Linked DNA regions of Mus musculus: region 1 is linked to region 2. Evidence: chromatin contacts called from public promoter capture Hi-C data. All regions are on one chromosome and are shown on one strand. The core of a region is the stretch at or near the end of the contact, and the rest is flanking DNA. Distances in the headings are between cores, read along the strand shown. Region 1 holds the start of Plin1 (perilipin 1). Region 2 holds the start of E430016F16Rik (RIKEN cDNA E430016F16 gene).

The links. Promoter capture Hi-C pulls out the DNA fragments that hold promoters and counts their contacts.
Region 1: a promoter capture Hi-C map of the HPC-7 cell line shows a contact between it and region 2, with 3 times the contacts expected there. The contact joins the promoter of Plin1 here to the promoter of E430016F16Rik in region 2. A contact is called at or near these places in 2 of 39 promoter capture datasets (the HPC-7 cell line and hippocampal neurons).

The regions. Positions count from the first base shown.
Region 1 is chr7:79,731,068-79,735,291 of GRCm38.p6, forward strand. Plin1 (perilipin 1) reads right to left here and starts at 1,709. Exons shown (of 9, transcript NM_001113471.1): 1 at 1,675-1,709; 2 at 1,030-1,088. The coding sequence starts at 1,074.
Region 2 is chr7:78,716,295-78,720,296 of GRCm38.p6, forward strand. E430016F16Rik (RIKEN cDNA E430016F16 gene) reads right to left here and starts at 1,926. Exons shown (of 11, transcript NR_015542.2): 1 at 1,786-1,926.

The DNA of each region.
Region 1 (4,224 bases), core at 459-2,958, 1.0 Mb after region 2:
GCTTTGTACAGCACTTGCACAATTAGATTTCAGAAAGTAGAAAAGGCCCAGTCTGTGAGTGAGAGAGTGATGCTCGTCATGGGGTGGGAAGCTGTAAGGATCCAGGGTAGATGCCTAGAGCTCTCTTAATCGGCACTGTAACTTGCTGGGGCTGCTCCCTGAGTCGGGCTCTGCTTGCGGGAGGCTGAGTTAACAGAGCCATCAAATAGACCTGCCTGGGCTCCAGGACAGAGCAGGCCACACGGATTTTAGCTTTCCATCCTGCAAGTGAGTCAGATATCAGAGGGAGAAAGGCATTCTGACTACAAGAGGAAACACCCTCTTTAACCGTCTGGAAATGGAAGAAGCCACTAATGGTTGGTTAGAAGGTTTAGCGTTTTTTGTGCTCCATTGACCCCTTTCTCATGACTTAGTACAAAGGAAGACAGTCGCCCTTAGTGCAGAGCTTAGTTAAAGCCTACTTTGGAATGAGTGTCCTCTCCTCCAGGGTCATACGCCTGAAGTTCACTCTCTGAACTGGGTCCAAATCAGAGAGGCCCTGGCAAAAGATGTCAAGGACACGTAAAAGTATCAGAATTACTCAAAATCGTGGCGAGAACTGGGCCAGAGCTAAACCCCGAACAGACTAAACTCCTAATTCATTCCCGCACATGGCAGCACAGGCTGTGTGCGGCAGAAGAGGATCAGGGGCTGAAGCCAAAGCCACAGAATGCGTGGGCTCTGTAGGACGCGCGCATCCTTCTGGGTGGTGAGCTTGTGCTTCTGGGTTTAGGACCAGGTGGCTTCTTTCCCTCTGTCTCTCCCGAGGCCCCAGCCGGCATTCCTATCCTTCTCTCCACGGTTCTTAGACCTCTATAGCTATCTCGCCCCTTCCCCCAAAACCCCTGTGAAAGGTGGCAAGGACAGAGACAGTGAGTTCAGAACCTAAGGTAGACATCTTGCTTGAAGTCTCCTGACTCTTCCTCTCTGCTCACCCCCCCACCCCCTTGGTGGCCCATTTCCCACCTCACACGAGCCCATGTCACTTACAGGGAGGTCTCCATCCAGCAGGGTTGGGCCCTTGTTCATTGACATCCTTACTCTCCACGCTGCAAAGCAGAATCCCAGATCTATCAGAAGCCCGCAGGCTTGTCTTTCACAGGCTCCCTCCCTCCCTCCCTCCCTCCCTCTCAAGGCCACCATCTAGCCATCTGGGAGCACAGCTGGCCTAGGTTGGAGGGCGAATGTTACATAGGAGAGATTGTTCCTTGGGGTCCCAACACAAGAAGTTTCCTGGTCTGCTCAAAATGAGCTCCGCATAATCTGTTCAAAATTGATGGTTTTTTTAAATTGCTCAAGAAAAATTAATGTAGGCAATTAGATAAAGATAATGAGATGAGAGAAATGGTTTAGGAAAAAATCTGTGACTGAAAGAGACTAAAGAATGAGTGTTAGGTAGAGCTTAGTCTTTTCTTCACCTTGCCAGCAAGGTTAAGCCTTCTCTCAGAGAGCTGTCTTATGGGTAAGCCACCGGTCCCTCTGTGCCCCTGGTCTCTCATTCTTCTCCTCAGGGGTCCCCCTGCAGATCTCTGCACCCCTTGGTCATTTCCCCCAGGTGCTCTTTCTCCCAGCTCCTTGCCTGTAACACCGAGAAAGCAGCTAGGTAAGGCAGACGCCCAAGGACCCCACACTCACTGCAGCAGACCGCCACCTCAGTCTCAGACAGCCCAGCTGTGGAAGGTCTCCTCCTCAGAAACACTTGCAGCCACTCCAGGGAATCTTGGGCAATGCCTCTCAGACCTCCCAGCTAGAGGAGGGCAAAGAGGAAGAGAAAGCTGGGCCGGCCCATTGCCTTAGCTGTCTGACCCAGGGTGTCCCCTGGGCTCACCCTAACTTCTATGGGGGATGTTTAGGCAATAAAGAGGTGGTTCTCAGAGCTGAAGGACTCATTTGTCAGAGCCCAGAGAAGTTCCAGAATATTTCTGGCTTTCAATGGACAGAAATTGCTTTCCATAAAGAAGCCACTGCAATGTGTGCCATTAAACTTCTAAACTCAAAGTTACATGTCATCCTATAATCTCTGGTCCCTTTCCTGAGAAGTTTCTATGGAACAATATTCAAACATTATTCCATCCTTTCTTGTTTGCTAGCAAGGATGACTATTGAGCAGCATGATTCAAACCCACACAGGGATAGGGTTCACCTTCATGTGTTAGTCTATAGCTATCAAGATCAATTACCTGCAAAAAAAAAAAAAAAAAAAAAAAAAAAAAAAAGACTAGATAGAGCAGTAAGAGTTGAGCTCTTAGTAACCAGGCTCCGCAGGAGATGTCTCATCCTCTGTAAACCCCCAGGGTTAAAGAAAACATTTTGAAGCTGGCTGTTGTGGCACGTGCCAGTAATCCCAGAACTCAGGAGGCTGAGATGGAATTGACAGTTTGAGGGTAGCCTGAGCTAAATAGCAAGCTCGTGTCTCATAAAGCTAGGGGCTGGGGGTGGAGCTCCATGCCAGAGTGCTTTCTGACCTGGCATGTGGAAAGCCCTGGTTTGATCTTCAGTACTGAGGAAAGGAAAGAGGGAGGGAGGGAGAGAGAGAGAGGGAGGGAGGGAGGGAGGGAGGGAGAGAGGGAGGGAGGGAGGGAGGGAGGGAGGGAGGGAGGGAGAGAGGGAGGGAGGGAGGGAGGGAGGGAGGGAGGGAGGGAGGGAGGGAGGGAACTTTACTTAGCCTGAGATGCCACCAGAACAAGAAGGAGGAGAACTATTTGGTTTTGTTCACTTATGTCTGGACAAGTAAAGGTGTTGACAGCTGGTTTGGTTGGTTGGTTGTTGGTTGGTTGGTTGGTTGCTGGTTGGCTGGTTGGCTGGTTGGTTGGTTTTGCCAACCAACAGCACCCAGACAGCCAAGAATTATCCGTTGCTATTCCTTCCTCAACAGGAACTCAAGCCCAAACTCAAACTTTAGTTTCTGATTAATGTTGATGGAGCACTGTGGTGCCAAGCTGTGTCTTTAGACCAACTAGAAAGGGCCTCGTAATCACAGTGAACGAGAGGACGGCAGCACGGTTAGTCCCTATTCACCAGAGTTGATGTTGTTGAGTCTACTAAGTTGTTAGTATGGGTAACAGGATGGAGAGGCACTGAGTAGGGTCACCAAAATGGCTCAGCAGGTCAAGGTGATTGCCACCAAGCCTGGCTGCAAAGTTCAATCCCTGGGTCCCAAAGAATTGAAGGAGAGAATTGACACTGGCAAGATGTCCTTTGACCTCCATATGCATGCTGTGACATTTGAGCATGTGTATAAGTGCGGGTGTGTCCAAGTGCACACGAATACACACATACACACACACACACACACACACACACACACACACACACACACGCACACACACGCACACACACCCCAAATAAATGCATAAATGCAATAAACAATAAGGATGTGAGAAAGGCTACCGATAGATCCTTGGTAGTAAATTTTATCTTCAGTATAATAAAACAGGGAACAAGATGCCAGGAAAGGGAGGGGTGTGGAACAAGGAGCTTCCAGAAGAGGTAATGAATATGTCATGCATTTGATACTTATTAATCTTGGTCTGAGCCTTTGGGCTGTAAGACAGCAGTGGGGAAGGAGGGGAGCGTGTAAAGTGGCCTCTGCCTTTGCTTCAAGGTTCAGGACGAGTAATCTGGGAGACTTGCATCTGGACACAGCCCAGGCTAAAGGGCAGCCTGCCTTCCCAGGCAGTGGCTTTGGGCCAGAGAGGATATAGGGCTCTGTGCCTGAAAGCTCTGCTGACAAAGCCGGTCCTTTGGCTGCTTCTGTACGGATTCTAGGATGTGGGTGAAAGGTGACAAGGGAAAGCGCCAGGCAGATCCTAAGGGCGAGGGTGAGAGGCGGTTCGCCAACACCACAGGGGGATGGGCAGAGGAGCTATCTCATGCTACTCCTCTCCAGGAGAGCAGAGGTCTTGACCACTCTGTGGACAGGTGGGTCCCCAAGCCAAGCAGGGCACTGAGACGTGTGCTGTGTCAGTGCTCAGCAGTGATGCACAACTGTTGGTGTGCTGCCCTGTGCTGCCCTGTAGCTGACAATGTTGGTTTCTTTAAAGAACACAGAAATAGTGTGGGAATATGTTTTCGTTTCAATCCCAGGTTTGGAGGATATGAGGCTGCTTAACAGCCGGGGACTATGATTTGCTTCATTCTTGGATGCTGTTGGTTGAGGTTGGTTGCGGTTGGTTGCGGTTTGTC
Region 2 (4,002 bases), core at 676-3,175:
TCAAACCCCAAGATGAATTTGTCTTCTTACTTAGAATATAGACCAGATGATGGTCTTGCAATTCCATTATCCCAGGATGCCCAGGAGAATTCAGACAAGAGACTGGGCCTCCTTGTCAGAAGGCTAAAGGACAAACACATGCAGAATAATTGTTGAGAGCCAGGCAGCCTAAATACTCTACTCCAATGAATCCCTCAATAACTTGATAAATCCTATCATGATCATCATTTTGGAGAGGTGGAAAATGGGGCCTCATGAAAGTAAAGTCATTCCCCGCACAGAGCTAGTCAACCCAGGCTGGACTGCTCCAAGTTGTCCAGAACACGGTAGGACACAGTTAAATGTGAGAGGTACAGTTCAAACTCAGGTTGCCGGGCTCCCTGGACCTCTATGCTATTCCACAATGTCTTCCTCTGCACTAGTGCTTTTCAGCAGGGAACATTTCACTTGTCGGAAGATGTTTGACATTATGGATTGTCATAGCTGGGGAGGAAGGAGTACTGCTGTCATCCATCAGACCAAGACCAGGAATCCTGCTAAATATCCCACAGTACACAGGGTGAGCCCTATGACACAGAATTAGCTGGCTAAGATACCAATGGGATTGAGGTTGGCAAACTATGTCCCTGAATCACCAAAGACTGAATTGTTTAGCGTCTGAGCTCTTCCAGGGTCTCGGGTTGAGGTAGGGCCAGGAAGCTCAGGCCAGCAATCTCCTAAGCGCTGTGTGGAACTCTGGCACACATGGCTGTTCTGTTACGGGTTTGTAAAATGGGAGAGCAGGCAGGGCAACTTTAGGAGGGAAGAGATTCACCAAAATCAAGATGTCTTTTTGGAGAAGACTTCTGTGCTACATCTGGTATTCTACTGGCCAGTCATCTCTGTCTCACTGTGTCTAAATACCTGAGGCACTCAATGTACAAGAGTGTTTCAATGCATGCATGCATTCTGAGGTTTCAGTCCACAGTGGCTCAGTTCACTTGCTTCAGGCCTGTGGCACAGAAATCATCAGGGCAGAGGAGGCTGCTCACCGGTGGCAGCCAGTAAGCAGAGATGAAAAGAAAGGGACTGAGATACCAATCACACTTTCATGGGCAGAACCCTATGAACCTGATGCCTTTCTACAGAGCTCCACACTAAAGACTCTACTAGCTCCAAACACTGCCACAAAGCCTTCAACAAGCCTTCGGGGTATATCTAAGGTCTAAACCATAATTGTAGTGATCAATCTTAGATGCCAATGTCAAATGCTTCCCTAGGTGTTTCCAGGAAAATTTGATAGGTGTAGTTAATTCTACAATAAGCTAGTTTTGAGTAAAGGATACCTGGGTTGACTGGACTCAGTGGCTCCAAAGGCCCTAACAGTAGAGTGGAAGTCTCCCCACAAAGGTGGGTGGAAGGGTCCCACTCACAGACAGCATCGCCCTTGATGCAGGCAGAGAGGTGCAGCCTGCCCTTGGGACGTCAACCTTTCCCTGCCAGCCCGCACCACCACAAAGCCAGTTCCCAGCATCTCTTTATAGTGATCATCTCTGTCTGCTTGGCTGGTTAACCCTGCTTACCACAAGTAACTCACAATCTCCAAGGGGAGAATAAAGCTTTATGACAATTCCCAAAGTGATTTGTCCAGCAAAGCCTTGAATTTGAAGAGCATCCTGTGGGATCATACTCCAGATGTCTTTTTCTGACAAGCAGTAACACAAGGAAACTAGGCAGTTTGGCCAGTTCTTTGGCCCGGCTTCTATGGATGGTATCGGGTTCTCACTATGGACAGAGGATCCTTACCACTACATGCCATCTGCCGGTTGCCCTTCTCCACTACACAGGAGGTGGTCCTCTTGCATCCATCCTTGAGGCACATCCAACACCATGACTGAGATTTCTTAGGTCTAGACCTTTGCTCTCAGTAAGCAGAGCTGATAAGCCTCAGCCCCTGAATACGCAGCAGTCAAAACGGCATGGTTTATGCAGAGCACCTGGCACACAGTGGGTGTTCAACTCCTGTGCCAAGACCCTCCCCTCTGATGACAAGCTGTGCTAAAACAGGCCTCCTACTATATAAGGAATAAGCAGGGTTTTTAAACCACTCAATATGGGCAACAGTTGCCAAATGATGCTACGGAGCTCTCCTAGGCCCGAGGCCCGCCCTAAATTTAACAGGCCTGTGTTTACAAACCCAAATCCATGCATCTCTGAGGCTCCCACACATATCCCAGCTGTCCGCCTGAAAAATTCCGCGTGGAGAGTCTCTGGCAGAGTCTCCACCAGCTGGTAACTCTCAGAGTGTTCCTGACACTTGGTCTGAGCCTTAGGCACACTATTCACAGGCGAAACCCAGGAGCTCCTCCTTCTACCTGAAGACTGGTAGGACTCTGAGCTGGTGGATTGCAACCAGGATTCTGAGGCTAAGCCACACACGGAAGATTCTAGGAGCTAAGACAAGCCTCTCTGCAGAGCCTGGCTTTTCTCTCTCTATCCTTTACTCATTCTCTGTATGTACTAGGCTGACACACATGCACAACATCACACCTTCCTACAATTCAGCTATCCTGAAACTGTCCAATAGCACTGAACACAGCCCAGAACCCAGAAAGACACAGAAGTCTCTAGATTGGACACAGAACATAGACTGATTCTCTGAACCACGTGCAGCGCCGTAAGCCTTCCCTCGGACCTTATTTCCCTTTCCTATGGGCTATTTCTCCAACTGAGAGACACCTAAATCACCAGACAGCTTGGTAAATACAGATTGCTTGTTCTACCCTTCCCACCCCACTCCAGTGATTCTGATTAGGCAAGTCTGGAACAGGACCGGAGGAATGGGCATCTCTAAGGAGTTCCCAGGTGAAGCTGATGTCACCAGATCAGGGGCTGCTCTCAGGTTAGGGGGTGGCTGCTTTACAGATTGGATGAGTCAAGCCCACTGACTCTAAGTAATCCTGAATCAGAATGGAATCTCCCTCTGTGTGTGTGTGTGTGTGTGTGTGTGTGTGTGTGTGTGTGTGCGCACTGGGGGCGGGGAAGATGCCGATAGTGGTGAGTCTCAAGAAAGAGAAAGCCAGGCTGACAGCTGCAGGAAGTGACAGTTGACAGCCTGAGAGCACAGAAAGAGACAGCAAACTATAAAAAGCAGACTTAAGAACTCAAAAAGCAAAACGGACCGAAGCCATCTCTGTGGGATACAGTTACTATATTCTCCAGATCCAACCTCAGGAAGAACTCTCTCCAAGCCCCGTGTGACCCTGGGAGTCACAGTGAAGACCCTATCATGTGAAGGAAGCTATACTTAGGCTGCTTCCAGGGCAGGGAAATGTAAAAATTAATGTTCTAAAAATTGACATCTAATTCATCGGCAGTAAAGATCATCGGGGGTTTAATGGGTTATAAACTTGGCACTATGAAAAACTTTTCACCATGAACTAACCCATTTGCTCAGTTTTCTAGGCTCCTACCGTGTGTGCACCTGCACATATGTATATCCTGCACCCATATACAGATAAATATCTGATGTAGAAACATTCTGTGGGGTGTTGAGAGACATCATGAGTTATAGAGACCATGCTTAGCACACACCAGGTCCTGGGTTCCAGTGCCACCATCAAATTACTCCACTAATGAATGTAAGCAGTACAATTCCCCACTCCCCATACCATAGCCCCTTCATCATTTCTTCCTTGACCGTCTAGACAAGGCTGGGTCCCATCTGGAGCTCCCATTTGCATACCTAATTGTTCTAACTCTGTATTTCTCACCACACTGCAATGTAATACATTCAATAGCCTCTTTCTGAGCTTTTCCGTTCCTAGTAGGGCAGAGTGTAGCAGGTGCTTAGTGAATGGGTGTTGTTTGAAGGCATATCCTTAACCTTGCCGTATCTAAGTACACACACACACACTCACACGCACTCATTTATAAAGAAAATGTAGGTCAAGGAGTTTGAGTATATGCCTCGAGGCAGCCCCAATTTCTGAAAGCAGGCTTAACTGTGCTTATTTCTGCTAG